Regions from separate parts of the Sus scrofa genome. Here all the other regions are linked to region 2. The links are chromatin contacts, called in public promoter capture Hi-C maps. All regions are on one chromosome and are shown on one strand. The core of a region is the stretch at or near the end of the contact, and the rest is flanking DNA. Distances in the headings are between cores, read along the strand shown. Region 1 overlaps LOC102158888 (a long non-coding RNA gene). Region 2 holds the start of PLPP3 (phospholipid phosphatase 3). Region 3 has its middle 670 kb from the start of PLPP3.

Region 1 (2,700 bases), core at 23-2,522, 950 kb before region 2:
TGCATATTGCAGGGAGAATGTAGGTCATATCACTTTCAGGTGGAAACCTAAGCCATGCTCTCTAACCATTAACCCAGGACTGTAATTTTGAGCTATGGGGTGTGGTAGAGAACCAAAATGGGCACAAATTTTTGTACCTTCTCCCTTGAGATGTGAGTCAGTTTCTCTACCCTTATAATCTGGATTGGCCTTTTGACTTGCTTTGGTCAAAGGAAAGTAACAGATGTAATTGTAGGAGACATGAGCCTGGGCCTTAAGAGATGCTCTTTCGAACCCCTGTGACCTCCATGCACAGCCAGACTGACCTTCTGAATGAAGGGAGACCAATGGAGAGAGGTTCCAGTCATCTGAGCCAGTCTAGCCAAGGCCATCAGAGACTAGCCATCCTCTGGTTGTCCCATAAATTGATGCATATACATCAGTGAGTGCAACCAAGATCAGCTGAGCCCAGCCCAGCAGGACTGTCCAGCTGACCTATAGATTTGTGAGCAGTAACAAATGGTTATTGTTTTAAGCCCCTAAACTTTGGGGTGATTTGTTGAATAGCAAAACCTATCAGATACACATGGTGATGATACAGATTTTAAAAAGTGATGATTGTTTCCCATTTGGTAGATAATCTTTGTGCTGTAGTAGGAAGAAGAACCACTACAGAATGACAGCTCCCTTCTAAGGTTGACATTAGTCTTAAGAGGCCACTACGTATGGCCATACAAGATATGAATAGCAGTATTGTAGGACAGCCATGAACATCCTGGCATTTATTCTGTGTACTCTATGAAACTATAGTTGGCCCCTGGATCTGTGCAGTGCAGTGGCCCTTAGAATTATTTAAGATAATGCCTTGGAGTCTCTGGCACATAGTTGATCCAAAATAAACATCCATCTTATAGTAATTTATTGGTATTAAAATATTGTACTGTGTTGAATTTTATAATTATCGATATTTCATTATCAAATAAGCCTCTATTTTCACAAGAGAAAAGGATCCAGGAAGTGGTGCTAGTAGAGGTAGGGGCCTGAATGATCTTTAAGGCTCTTTCTCTCGTGGCTACTCTGATTCATGGGTGAACATAAATCTTCTCATATAAAGGAACCCAAGTACATGCCTGAGTGAGCTTCTTTGGCAAAGCTGGGGCCTTGGCCCCAGCAGTGCAGTGTGGCAGGCCATCAGTCAGGCGGCTGTGTCAGCATCCTGAGAGGCAGGCTATAAAGCTGCCAAAGCAGTCCTTTGCTTTGCTCCAATCAAAGAGGAGGCAGAGGCAAGGTCTGTGAGCCCAGAAGTTCCCGCTTGGCAGGAAAGAGGCTGTGCTGTGTTCTGTGCAGGATGAGCCAGAGGAACCTAAACAGTTAATGCGTCATAGAAGCCACAAATAAATCCTGTGGTTTGAGATCAAGAGCAAACAGCTTAGGAAACTGAAGAATTGATGAGATGTCTTTTTTTTTTTTCCATCTGTTGCCTTCCCTTCATCCCACCCAGCTCCTCACCAGACTTAGAGCTCCTAGGGATAATTCTAGAGTAGAATTTTTTTTTATTGCCAATGGAGCTTTGGAAAGGGTATTGAGGCTTGGTTGCAGTCCTAGTTTTCTACTCACCAGCCATGTCACCTCAAACCTTGATGTCTTAGTCTCACCCCAGAAGCTCTCATTGGAGCAGTCTGGGTTGGTACCTGATCAGGGAATCATTTAACAGCTACTCCGTTGATTCTCTACTGCAGCCAGGATTGAGAACCACTGACTTAACCATTTTAGGCTTTGAGTTCCTCATCTGTCAAATGGGGACAGTATTTGCAGGGTTGTTGTGCTATCCAGCAGTGAGAGATAATAGATGGGAAAGGGCAGTGATGAGCATTTGGCACACTTATCGGGGTTTTGAGCCAAATACAGGAAGGGCTTTAGGACCCAGCTGTGTCCATTCTTTAATCAGCCCCCTTCAATTTCATGAGTCTGTCTTGGTTCCGCAGGGTGTGTGTCTGTGTGGGCTGAATCAAGGGAGACCTGAGAAATAGTGTGGGTTGCACTCGTGATGTCTTGGTCAGAACAGCCCACCAGTCACTCAGTGAAATGATTACATTTGCCCCCACATTCCTTGTTTGGGTAGTAACCAAGTGTCACTTAAAGGTAATTAATATAATATTGCCAACAAATGAATGAAGAATCAATTTTGCCCAATTTACCTAGCCAGAGTGAGGACCTAGGCAGAAATATGAGGGGGTAGGGAAGGGAGCTAGTTGGTCAGGGCATACAGCTGCATCTTATTCCATTCATTCATTGATTTATTCAGGTATGCCAACCTGCATTCATTCAGCAAACATTCCCATGGGCCTGACTCTTTGCTGGGGGCCAGGATGTGGAGGTTATTCGGAGCCTATCCTTGCTTTTGAGATATTCATAGCACAAGGGAGACCAATCTACAGCTTGTGCTGTTAGCGGTCCAATGACCAGGACTCAGTTTAGTGGTAAGGTGGTCAGGAAAGAGTGTTATTGGTACAGGCGGGAAAACATGGGGAAATACTCTTGGTAGAACTGGGTCTAGATCTCTGATAAGGCTCCAGTTTGTGTCACCCTTCTGCTCAGACACTGTTTACTGGTCTCACATTATTACCTGCAGAATAAAAGCCAGCTTCCTTAGAGAGGCGCTTGCAGCCTTCCCTGGCAGGAGCAGTCCTCCTTTCCAGCCTAGTCTCCCTCTACACACCT
Region 2 (2,700 bases), core at 23-2,522:
GAGGCCGGCTTGCAAGTCCTGGGCCGAGGCAGCCCGGCGGAAAGGCTGGATGTTTACGTTCGGCCCTGGGAAGGCAGCGCTCTCCAGGCAAGAGCCCGGCGCTCCAGGAGATCCGTTTTACTCGATGGAAGGCAACCAGCTTTACGCCGGCTCTGGCTCCTGGTTCCACCGACTTCCCCTCCCTCTCCTAAGAGGACAAGCCCTCACCTTTCGTGGGGTTCTGCCTGCGTTTCCAACTGCAGGCAGCTTTTTAGATTGAGTGTCCAAGTGGCCCGCGAAAGCCTAGAGCACGCTCGACACTCCTTTACAGGCCGGGGAGGCGGCAGGATCGGGGAGGGCGGGAACCCGGGAGCGGGGAAAAGCCTGCGGGGCCCCCGGGACGGGCAGCACGGCGCGGCCGGGAGACGGGGCCCCGCGCAGGAGCGAGCGCCGAGCTTCGCGCGCAGCCCCGGGCCGGGCTGGGACGGGCGCTGAGGGCCGGGGGGACAGAGGGGCTGGGCTCACCCATGAAGAGGCAGAAGAGGTCCAGGCAGATGAGCAGCACCCGCTTGCTGCCGCCCTTCCTCGGGTTGTTATTGAGCGCCGGGCTGCCGCCGTTCTTGCTCTCCGCGACGATAGCCTTGTCGTACTTGTAGTTTTGCATGGCGCTGGCCAAGACGCCCCACGACTGCAGCCACACACCCAGACGCCGGGGTCGCCTCCCGACCGAGGCTTCTCCGGGCGCGGCGGGAGAGTGCGGCCCCGCTGCCCCGCTTCCAAGGGCAGGCGGTGGTGCTTTCTGCTCCCTGGTGCTCCTCCGCTTTTCCTGTCTCAACCCCGAATCGTTCGAAAGTCCAAGGGGAAGAGAGTCAACTCCCGAGCAGAAACTTCTGCAGCGCTGCGTTGCTCCGGACGCGCGGAGCTGGCGTGTCCGTGCGCAAAGCAGCGAGGGGGCAGCGCGGGCGCTCGGCCACCTTCCTCCGCAGCTGGTTGCTTAATGAATGGGAGCTGCGCGGAGCCCAGCCACCTCGGAGCGCTGCCCCAACTCCTACTTTCCTCCTCCTCCTGCTGCTGCTGCTGCTGCTGCTGCTGCTGCTGCTGCCGCCGCCGCCGCCGCTGTGATCGCCTGGGTTTGTTTTCGGCACTTTTATTTCATGAGGTCCTTTAAAAAAGAGAGAGAGGCAAAGAGAGGGACCTCCTTACTTGGCTCAGAAGGGATTCCGAAAGCACAGCCCCTTCCTTAAGCAGCCTAAGACGTAGGATAATTAAGGCCACATTTTCCCCCACCCCCTTCCAAAAAAAAAAAAAAAAAAAAATCCTAAAAGGAAAAGTTACTTTCAAACCAGAGAATCCGGGAGCCCCTAGCGTTCAAAAACACTAAATTGTCACAAAACGAGAAAAAAAAAATGTAAATAAAAAGAAACAGCCTTGGATCAGGCAAACGTTGAGGCTGTACAGCTAAAAAAGCGTTTCTCCTCTTTTATCCTCCTTTACATATTTGGGGCTTTCAAGTCTTTGTTTTGATTTGAATCGTTTCCTCCTGAAAATACTCAAATAAATTGTTGGGGGGGGTTTGTTTTGTTTGTTTGTTTGTTTATTTTTTGAGATCTGAACACTCAGCACTGGATACTGGGCTAGATTCTGAGGCTCCGAACAGGAAAAGGACTGCACTGGCTCTGGGACTAGATCCTGTGGCTTGGAATCCTGGCTGTGGCTCGGTGCCTCTGTTTCCCCATCTGTAAGCTGGAGATAATAACTTTCTCCTAAATAGAGTAATTATGAAGATGTCATTAGCTAATCCATAGACGCGCCTGGAACCGTGCTAGGTACATAGGAAATGCTGTGTAGGTGTTAACCTTTACTTTATTCCTTGTAGTTCCCAGCCCTCCAAATCCCTGCCAGTTCGGCTGGCCCCCAGCCTGCTTGTATCAGTATTGAGTGTTGGGGGCAGCTGTCCAGGGAAGCAGGAGAGCTCTCCCAGAGCTAGCATATCTCTAGCTTGGGGGGCAATCTAACGCTTTGCAGTAGAGGCTGTCATGTGCTTTCACAGTCTTCTATGTGAATTAATTCTCCCCCAGACAGAGCATAAACATTTCCAAGGCAAGGACCTTTCCTTCTATCTTCCATCATGTTCTAGATCATGATTTTTTTTACTGACTTGTTATAGGGTTCAGTATCCCTAGATCCAGCCACTTGGCCTTTCTCCAATAGTCCTTTCCCACTCCACACCCTGGCCTCTGCCTCCCTCTGTCTCTGCACATCCATCCCTTCTCTAACTACCAAAATGCTTTTCTTGCTTTAGAATCCTCTGAAATAGCACCTTCTCTCTGGGCCCTTTCTTGATCCCCGGACAGAATTAACTTCACCTTCAGCACTTGGTTTGCAGCACTCTTGTAGTACCTATTACAGTCTGATTTGGTGTTATAGTTAGTAAAGATGAGTCCGCTCTATAGATTATCAGCTCCAAACCCTCTCCCCAGTACCGCACACAGAGTTTGGTGCCTGCTGAATGAAGCTCAAGTCAGACTGCGTAGAACAAGTGGGCTGGTAAAGGAAGGCAAAATTGCTGTCTTCTGGAAGCAAGAGTAACTGAATCTCTAAGACAGCTCTGGATGAAGCTAGGGTACCTAGCTGCCCATCAGACACAGCATTCTCCTTTCAAATAGCAGCAAGTCAAAGCCAGGGAAACTAAGAGAACAGATTTCCTAGACAGCTTTTCAG
Region 3 (2,700 bases), core at 33-2,532, 670 kb before region 2:
CTAGAGAGAGAGAAAAAAAAAATAGAAATATGTTCAAGGTGTACTCACAGAGAAGGAAGTGAGTTATTTTTCAAGGGATATTAGGCAAGGCTTCATAGAGAATTCTCAGATGATAATAGTGTTTCAAGAGGATGAATTTAAGTTCATTAAGCAGATTGAGTCAAAAAATACAGCATGGTCAAAAATACTGAATTATGAAATAATATACTGTTTGTCAAAATTAAAAGACTGTTCACATATTCACTAAAACTTTATTACTGAAAAGTATACACATATATATACTTAAAATACAAGTATTTCCCATACATTTGGAATGATTTACTTGCTGCATAAAACATCACCTCAGAACTCAATGGCTTCAAACAACAGTGATTTATCATTCTCACATGACTGCAAGTCCAGTGGAGGTCTGCTAAAAACTGACCTCAGGTAGGACACCTCTGCTCTATGTGTTTCTGGGCCTCCTCCTGTCACCAGTAGGCTACCTGAGCATGTCCTCATGAGGATGGCTGACATGTAAGAGGGCAAATGGAAACACCAGTACTTCTTATAACATAAACTCAGCACTATTTCTACCTTCTGTCATTGTCCTAAACAAGTTACATGGCCAAATCTCAGGTCAAGGGTCGAGGAGGTACATTCCATACATGGTGAAGCAATGGCAAGGGTGTACATGCTGGGCTGGTTGAAGAAATAAGGCTATTAACAGAACCTTCTGTATACCTCTAACAAGGATTTGCTGTAGCTCACAACAAAAAGCATAGAAGGAGGTCTGGCATTAAAATGCCTGTCTAAAAGAAATCCCTTAGAATAGACATCCTGGGCCAAGGGAAACTTATAATCAGGCATGGACATGGGTTCTGAGATTTCCGACAGTCAAAAGGAAAAAGAAAAAAGAAGAGGAAAATTTTCGTTGTAAAATGGCAAAAGCTAAAATTTGTCTGAGGAAGGAAGAGCATGAATTTATGCTGAAAAATAAGTACATACACCTATATTGAATTCACCACCACATGCATGCATTCTCAGACACTGTGTGGTTGGAAAATGGACTATTATGTATGAGACACATTCTTAACCTAAATAATTTTTTATGAATCTATTATTTATTCTTTATCCCTCTCTCTTCCCCTTCCCACCTCTTGCAAACATTGCATAACTTTTGCGTGTGGTGTCCGTTTCAACTATAAAGAACAGACTATCCCTTGTACCTTTAAAGAGTATCCTACTTTTCAGCCAGGAGAGAGCAGACAAAGATAACAGGCAGATTTTTTCCATCTCCAGTGTCTGACTGGATGACAGAGAAGTCTGGTACTTTAGCCAAGTTGTCTGCCAACATTTCACTTTCTTCACTTGCTATTAGTTGCCTGGTCACAAGGAAAAAGCAAAACAAAGTAGTCTTCTGCAAAATCTGGACGTTTTAGCCACCAGTTAATAAATATTTGAGTCAATATGTTGCCTCATATCCTGTGTGGGTTGGTATGAAAACCGGTTTGGCTATTTTATACAAACACAAACACTTAGATATGTGCCTTTGGGCTAATATCTGAAACAATAGTGATGCCCTCTGTATGTATTCAGTTTTAAACTTTCTCAAACAAGCAGCAACATGGTAAGGTTGAAAAGTTTGTGTCTGTGACAGGTCATTGTATCCCAGTTACTTAATGTGTGTGAATCTAAAACATCAGCTAATATATTTGAATCTTATTTCCTTCATTTGTAAAAGTGACAACAATAAATATTTACCTCATGGCATGGTTATGAGGATTAACACCAAAATTGTGTTTATCTTCTGAGATGAACATGGTAGCACTTATTAGGTATTCAATAAATGTTTGGCACCTCTCCCTTATAAAGTCAGGAGGACCATATTCCTTCACTAAGTGTATCACATATGATGTATCAGATAGATTAAGTTAAGCAAAGAAAATAAGAAAACTGAACTATGAAATAACCAAGCACATTTCTAGTAGTCTTCCTTCCAGAGGAGATTCAAAACTAGCAACTAGATTGCCTGGTTCTCAATCCATTTTTACTCTATTGCTATACTTCACATTCATTCATTCACCCATTTGTTGATATTTGCACTTGTTATACTAAATACTCTGCTAGACACCATTCATTTAAATAAGTAAAAGAGACTTACCATCAATTAGCTTACAGTCTATGAGGCTACAAAGAGAGAAAAATAATTACATTACCTTGTAACAAAGCTTATAAGAGAGGATTTGAAAAGAGATCAAAGAGAAAAGAACTAAAGTGATTTTGAGAAAATAACTGTGTCCAAGTTCTCTTTTTGAGAACTTCTTATAAATATCTAGTTCTGTTGGGAAGCTGGGTCTCAGTAAATAGCACATCTTTCAAAGAGGCAAAATTGACAATTGTCTGAAAGGGCATTTTGTATGTTAAATCAATAGCAATAAAAGTTTAAGCCATCATCTGTTTGTTTAGAATGGATGGATCATTAAAATTTGGTATTTCCCTTTAAACGGAATCTTTGGTAAGAAAAAACTATTGTCATGCCAAATCTGTAAACAATCCATCCTTCCTATTTTAACTGTTATTTCCCTCCTACCTTTCCCAATTCCACAATTCCTTCAACTTGCCTCTGCCTACTCATTCTTGATGTCTAAATTTAGGTATTACCACTTCCATGTAACCTCTTCAAGCCCTTGTAGGATTGTAATTATCTACTTGACTACC

Evidence for each region. Promoter capture Hi-C pulls out the DNA fragments that hold promoters and counts their contacts.
Region 1: a contact with region 2 is called in a promoter capture Hi-C map of liver, with 18 times the contacts expected there. The contact joins the enhancer-like site here to the promoter of PLPP3 in region 2. A contact is called at or near these places in 2 of 5 promoter capture datasets (fetal skeletal muscle and liver), 7 of 47 Hi-C or Micro-C datasets (embryonic fibroblasts, epiblast stem cells, mesenteric adipose tissue and 3 more) and 1 of 2 datasets of contacts at active chromatin or transcription factors (skeletal muscle).
Region 3: a contact with region 2 is called in a promoter capture Hi-C map of fetal skeletal muscle, with 13 times the contacts expected there. The contact joins the enhancer-like site here to the promoter of PLPP3 in region 2. A contact is called at or near these places in 3 of 5 promoter capture datasets (fetal liver, fetal skeletal muscle and liver), 12 of 47 Hi-C or Micro-C datasets (embryonic fibroblasts, epiblast stem cells, fetal skeletal muscle and 6 more) and 1 of 2 datasets of contacts at active chromatin or transcription factors (skeletal muscle).

The regions. Positions count from the first base shown.
Region 1 is chr6:156,752,548-156,755,247 of Sscrofa11.1, reverse strand. The region is part of intron 3 of LOC102158888 (a long non-coding RNA gene); the gene reads left to right. The region is part of intron 2 of LOC102159014 (a long non-coding RNA gene); the gene reads right to left. Among named protein-coding and RNA genes, the nearest start is that of USP24, 470 kb to the left of the region's middle. Within about 2 kb of position 1,272, at least 10 of the 83 cell types and tissues checked have an H3K27ac peak or open chromatin away from gene starts, as enhancers often do. A contact at or near this core is called in embryonic fibroblasts, liver and retroperitoneal adipose tissue, where this site is marked.
Region 2 is chr6:155,799,412-155,802,111 of Sscrofa11.1, reverse strand. PLPP3 (phospholipid phosphatase 3) reads right to left here and starts at 1,272. Exons shown (of 6, transcript XM_003127971.6): 1 at 505-1,272. The coding sequence starts at 643.
Region 3 is chr6:156,470,068-156,472,767 of Sscrofa11.1, reverse strand. No RefSeq gene overlaps it. Among named protein-coding and RNA genes, the nearest start is that of PLPP3, 670 kb to the right of the region's middle. Within about 2 kb of position 1,282, at least 7 of the 83 cell types and tissues checked have an H3K27ac peak or open chromatin away from gene starts, as enhancers often do. A contact at or near this core is called in fetal skeletal muscle, where this site is marked.